Linked DNA regions of Zea mays: region 1 is linked to region 2. The links are chromatin contacts, called in public Hi-C maps. All regions are on one chromosome and are shown on one strand. The core of a region is the stretch at or near the end of the contact, and the rest is flanking DNA. Distances in the headings are between cores, read along the strand shown.

Region 1 (3,375 bases), core at 213-2,712, 650 kb before region 2:
AATTCCAATCTAGCTAGAGTTTTGTAGTTATAGATTAATATAAAAGTTACCGGTAAAAAAAAAACTATGCTCTTATTAATGGATATATTTTTAGAAATGAAATGTTCATCCAATTATCTATCTTCCCTCTTATATCGTCTACCAATTAATCACATATACCTTTATATCTTAGTTTTCCTTTAGATATACTTTACTGATATGAAATTATTTTCTTTTATCTCTTTCAAAACTGTAGTGATATATCAGGTTTTTGCTTAGTTGACACACTAATTAATAGCTACAGAAAGCGTAGCTTATGAGTTGGAAATGCCTAGCACATAAAGAGTATATATTATGGGTTTTACATTACTAGAGGTTTGAGCCTAAAAAGTTGGGTTAGCTCGGCTCGTCGAGCTAATGAGCCTTACCATAAGCGCGGACTCGCTTTCCAAAATATAATATAAAATCTCAAAAATAATTTAAGTAACATATATTAAATAAGTAAATTAAATATATCACTAATATAATATAGAAAACAAGTTAATTTTTTTAAGTAATCTTAAGAAACATAAACTAATCGTCTATTTAGTACTAACACTATATGCTAATTAGAACTTTATGTAATAAATTATTGTATGGTCAAGTCACCAGCTAGCTCACGAGTCACCGAGCCGAGAATCCGAAATGGAACGCTCTTTTCTCGAGCTAGAAAAATAGACTCATCTCGACTCATTCTAAACACCAAGCCATTCCGAGCCCACTCATCGAGTCCGAGCTTTTTTACCGGTCCTATTCGTAGCTAATAGTTAGCTAGAATTAATATCAGTCATATACTATTAGCTAGCTAAATTCTATCAGCTAACGACAATCCAAACAAAACCTAAGACTAGAAAGATTTGTTCGCCCTTCTTACATGAGAATGTTGAGGGGCAGTTTGAGAGAGTCGAACTCGGAGGCGAATCTCCTCACGGAAGCTATGGAGCTGAGGTCCAGCTCCAGAACGTCGATTCTTGCGTCGGGGGTCTTGGCCACGATGGCATCCTTGGCCATGAGCCCGGCTGAGACGTTGCGGACGGCCATGACGACGCGCACACCGCGCAGCGCCAGAACGCGCGCCGTCTCCAGCCCGATGCCGCTCGTCGCACCTGCAGAGCGCGCGAGCGCTCAGGCTCAGCTCATATATGGCATTGTTTTGCCGTAAATGACAGTCTCCAAAACTAGGTCGTTCCAGCTTGCAAGTCCGGCGCGGCCGGCCAGGCCCGCGGTGGCGCGTCGCTCATATATCACAAAGCCCGACCGCCGTGGGATGGTCCGGCTGTGATCATACGAGCGACCAGCTGGGATGCGAGGTAAGTATATGTACCTGTGATGACGGCGACCAGAAGGTGGCCGTCGACGCCGGCGGTGACCTCCTCGGCCGTGGAGGCGCCAGAGAAGCCGGAGGGTCCTTTGCGGTAGAACCACCACATCACGAAGAAGATTCGTCAGGGCTCTCTAGTTTGTTATTAGGTGGGGGATGGGCCAACATAAATACTAGAGCAAGCGATGGTATCTGACAGCGAGCGTGACCGGAAGTCAGCAGAGACAATTATTTTAGTCAACACGCGCAAACAGTGTCATTTGTTATTAGGGGAAGCAGGGATATAATCAGATCAAATAATAACGGATATCACTGAAATCATATTTGTTTTTATATTTTTATTTGGATTTAAATTTGAATACGGATAACTTCGGATACGAATACGAATACGAATGTTTTCGGATACAAATACAAATAGCTGTGTGTCGAATACGGAACTAGTCGGACACGGATATTGTTGTTAACGAATTTTTTGTTAGATACAATATAAGACATTATTCCACACATATCGTGGTTGTAATCATTTATTAACTCATTGAGTTCAAACATTTTCTTAGCATTATATGTGTACATATGTTACGTTTTTATAAAAAATCATGAATTTTTAGGCAATGTGCGTATTATTAATTTATTTTTTATAAAATCATCGAAATGCAAATAAGTTACCAAGACTAATAAACATTATATAAGAATATAACCTCAAGTCTTACATGAAAATGATAAAGTGAAGTATTGATTATGTTGAAACTTAGATACTTATAGTGATTTCATGTGTAATTCACGCAATAAGTGAAATGAAATAAACACTATCATATTATAGATTTTATGGCCCAAATACTAGAGCAAGTGACGGTACCTGACGACGAGCGTGACCAAGAGTCAGCAGAGGCAATTATTTTAGTCAACACGCGCAATTAGTGTTATTTGTTATTAGGGGGAAGCAGGTAAAATTAAAGAGAATTTTCAAACTCAATTAAATGCACAAACAAATATGCAGCATATGATGCAACAATATTCATATAGTTTTACATTATTTTAGTAATTCATTTTAGTGAAATGCTTAATTTATGGAACACACATTATTAGGAAATACTATTTTGAATGTAAAATTAAAGGTTCTTCCACAATTTAATATTTACTACTTGTTAAGTTTTAGTAGAAGTTAATATATAACCTCTGCCCTGCATTATTTTATTCCAAACATTTTTTAAAGAGTGCTTTAATTATATAAAGGGAATAATAAATAGATTGAAATTCACTCTTTTATTTGTTGCTCCAACTTTTAGTTTTAAGTTTTGGATCTAAGTTTTGAATACCAAATTCTTACTTATTATTGTTTATTTTAATTTAGAGAGATGTACTTTATAAAGGAAGGAAATCATTATTAGAAGACATTTTATCCTAAATCTTTTGGAGAAACTTTTTATAAATCTCAAAATAGGATTTCAAGTGTTATAGACACCCATGCACTATGGTTGGAAATATGCACTCCATGAGGGGACAAAGTGAGCATGGAAAACTATGTTAGCTAATCATGAAGAAACTAAAGTCGTTTGAGATGTTTCCTCATGAAAATGCTAATAGCATGTACTCTCATTTGAATGTTCTTCTAGAAGAAATCAATGGGTTGGGACTCACCCAATTAACACAATCGAACGTTGTGAGAAAAAACCTAAATATTCTCCAAATTGATAAGTATGGGCACATTTTCACTGTGCTTCATCCAATTGATCTATCCACCACCATGCTCAATTGTTGGGAAAGATCAACGCACATGAAGTGTACATGCATATCAATACTCAAGATGGCTTCTCTTCAAACAAAAATAAGGACTTGGCTCTCAAGGCCAACCATGAGAAGAAGGGTAAAACAAAAATCAAACATAATCTCGAGAGCTCAAATGACAATGAATATGATTATGTGAACCTAGCACTTATATGGAATAAAACAACAAAAATGCTAATGAAACTTAATAAAAGGACATCAAATTTGATTCAATAAAGAAGAATTTTTTCACTACTAGCAAGGGAAAGCTC
Region 2 (3,138 bases), core at 114-2,613:
TGAAGTTTTTCATGGATATCATCATTCTCATCTCTATCATCCTCGGCAGACTCAGTAGCCTCCTGGGTTCCCTTATCCACAGCGGCTGGCCTGCTGGCACGGACCTGTTGAACAGAACGGGCAGGAGGCTGCGATAGGGAAGAGGATGATCCAAGGCCAGCAGGACGAGATATCAGAGAGGGACCATTAGTAGAACGAGCAGAAGCAGCACTGCTGGGTTGTGCAGATGTAGAACTCCCACTTGAGGATTGTGCAGGGGGAGCAGAGGTCGCAGTATTCTCATCATCTGAGGAGCTTGAGTCATCCAACTCCTCAATTACAACAGCAGGCTCAGCTGCAGAATTTGTGACCAACTCTGGCCTGCTATGAGAGGAAGCAATCTCTTCTGTGCTCTTCCCTGGATGATTTTTGCTTTGATGCGCCAAAGTACCACCTTTTACATCTTCATACTCGCTCCCAGAATGTGCAGCGACCTCAGCCTTGTCACCAGGATTTGAAAAAAAATTGTGGTCGTTGTCTAACCTCTCCTTTTCACGATCAGCCAAAACAGATGTGACCATGTACTCCCTGAAAGATTGCCCCATGACATTCTCATTCACATGGTCTTGATTCACATCATCAGCAAAACTTTCCTCCACATCTACGAAACTGGGAGTGTCGTCCTCGTCCCACTTCTCTGCCCCACGCTGTCCGGCCACTCTGGTGTTCGGCGTCACCAATGGCTGGTGATCGCCCGTCACCACCGCAGACTCCACTGCACCTTCTCCGGGGCCCCGGTTTTCTTCCCCAGCCTCATCTCCGCCACCATCCTGCCCCAGCGGCACGTCCCCCTCATCCCAGACCTCCACCGCCACAACACAATTGCCCTCACCCGCCAAAGTGGCTGCCTTCAAGACGGATTCCTCCTCCGCGGCGACTCCGCCGTTCTCGCCCGCCCGATGCTCCGGGCGCCCTTCCCTGACGCCGCCGCCGTTCTCCATGGATCACACCCGACGGCGGAAGGAGCGAAACCCTACTCCGACATCAAGAGAAAACGGAACGGATCAAACGACACTACGGCAGCAACAGGAAGGTAAAAAAAACGTACATATATTGTGGTGAAGTCTGGAACATACAAAAAGATTGTGGTGGACGGATCCGGAGGGAGGTGGCGGCTACCAAACCAACCTGGTTGGAGGCGACGGCGGCGTGGGAAAACGGGATCGCTAGCGCAGTTCGGTCGCTACCAGGAAAAAGGAGCCGTCGCTACAAGGAAAAAGGAGGGTGGTGACGAACTGACGATGAGAGTCAGGCAGCGAGCCAGCGACGACGCCAATGAGAGAGAAGTCGCAAGCCGGTTTGTATGCCTCCGCCGTTTTTACTTACTGGGCTCTGCTAAAACCCTGGAGATATGCTTTTCTGCAACCAAACAAAATTTGGAATCGCAAAAAAAAAAAACATTTTAGCGGCAACTTTAAAATAAAACAGTACGATGCCCGTAATTCAATAAAATATAGATGCACAATAACTATGTAAAAACGAGTAATATATATTATCATTGACCTTAATATCTCATAAATTATTTGCCAACAACTTTACAAAACTAAACTCAGGATTCGAAGTGTCTTCTCCTCCTCTCACTCGGCTGTTCGCTGGCCCCGCTGTCTATAAAGGTGCACGACGGTGAAGAGTCGCGATAGCGGTTCGAAACTCTTACCGAGGAGGAAGGTCGATATCCTCTATTGTGGTGTGGAATGAGTGAGAGGAGCGAAGATGACAAAGAGATGAGAAGTTGAGTTAATATACGACAGCAACAACGAAGAGGGAAAGAAAGCGCTCGGATTTTGTTTATCATATCTAATTAGGCGAGATGTGACAGAGAAAAACAAATCTACACGATTCGCGCGTGACGCACTACGTACGAAACTCGTGCTTTAAAAGAGTAGAGATATAATATCATAAATTTGAAGTTGTTAAAATTCACGTGCTTGAATTTTGTTGCATGTATTTTATATAAGATTACATTTTAGTTTGTTGTAATTTATATTGGTATAATCTGTAATTTTCATATCAGCATATATCGACACAAAGACAAATAAAATTTATGTTTTTCTATAGTTAGACAATGGCAAAAAAAATATTATAACACAAAGACAATTAACGTATAACACAGACAATTAACAAATTTAAAAACTCGCAAAAGAATAAGGTCATGTTTGGTTTCTTTAGTCTAGTGACTAAAGTTTAGTTAGGGGACTAAAGTTTAGTCCCTAACATGTTTGGTTTTAGGGGCTAAAAATAGTAAGAATGTACTAAATAACTCATAAGAAGACTTAAATGACCTTTAACATTCTCCTGCTATTAGTACAATTGAACTAAATTAGGGGTAAATGTGGAATTAAGATTTAGTCCCTTTTAGCACATATGTGAAGGACTAAAGACTAAATCATTTTAGTCCATATTTTAGTCCTAGTGTTTGGCAAAAAAGAGACTAAATGGGACTAAAAACTAGAGACTAATCTTTAGTCCCTCTAACCAAACACCCCCTAAATACAGTGCGGCTATCTCTTCTATTGTCTAATATATTAAAGCACTCATTTTGCTGGTTACGGTTTAACACAAAGACAATTAACGTATAACACAGATAATTAACACAGTATGGCTATCTCTTCTATTCTCTAATATATTAAAGCACTTGTTTTGCTTGTTACGGTTTCACTGTCGTTAATTTAAAAAAAAAAGTCCAACCATTTCTTTATAATCAACCCACCATCCTCTCAGGATCCACATTTATATATTTACTAGGTATGTGTCTGTGCGTTGCGACGGAAGTAAAAAATTTGTATGCACGACACATCTCTGTTAGCACTGTTTTATCAAGGTACATGCTTCAATCTTCCTAGAATTTTTACCCTCAGATCCAATTCATCTGGTGCTGGAACCACTATAGGCTCTACCTTTTATTTTAGTTGAGTGTGATTCAATATGCTTGTTGTTCATCTGTCCAGAAATGGTGTACATGCTCTTGTTCAATTAGTGTGAACCATATGCTTCTGAATCCTGGATGGATGTTTCATTTTAGTTCAAGGTTTCTGCAGGTGGACGACAAGTAGTTAGCCGATAAGATCATGTATCAATTTGTCTTCATGTTAGTCTGGG

The links. A called contact is a pair of places that touch in the nucleus more often than the background predicts.
Region 1: a contact with region 2 is called in a Hi-C map of leaf, with 4 times the contacts expected there. The contact joins the promoter of LOC100272665 here to the promoter of LOC103638962 in region 2. A contact is called at or near these places in 2 of 25 Hi-C or Micro-C datasets (leaf and tassel).

Annotation. Positions count from the first base shown.
Region 1 is chr9:123,533,339-123,536,713 of Zm-B73-REFERENCE-NAM-5.0, reverse strand. LOC100272665 (Short-chain dehydrogenase TIC 32 chloroplastic) reads right to left here and starts at 1,462. Exons shown (of 8, transcript NM_001359667.1): 1 at 1,343-1,462; 2 at 893-1,124. The coding sequence starts at 1,448.
Region 2 is chr9:122,885,828-122,888,965 of Zm-B73-REFERENCE-NAM-5.0, reverse strand. It overlaps LOC103638962 (translocase of chloroplast 120, chloroplastic), which reads right to left and starts at 1,363. Exons shown (of 2, transcript XM_008661744.4): 1 at 1,168-1,363; 2 at 1-1,012. The coding sequence starts at 980.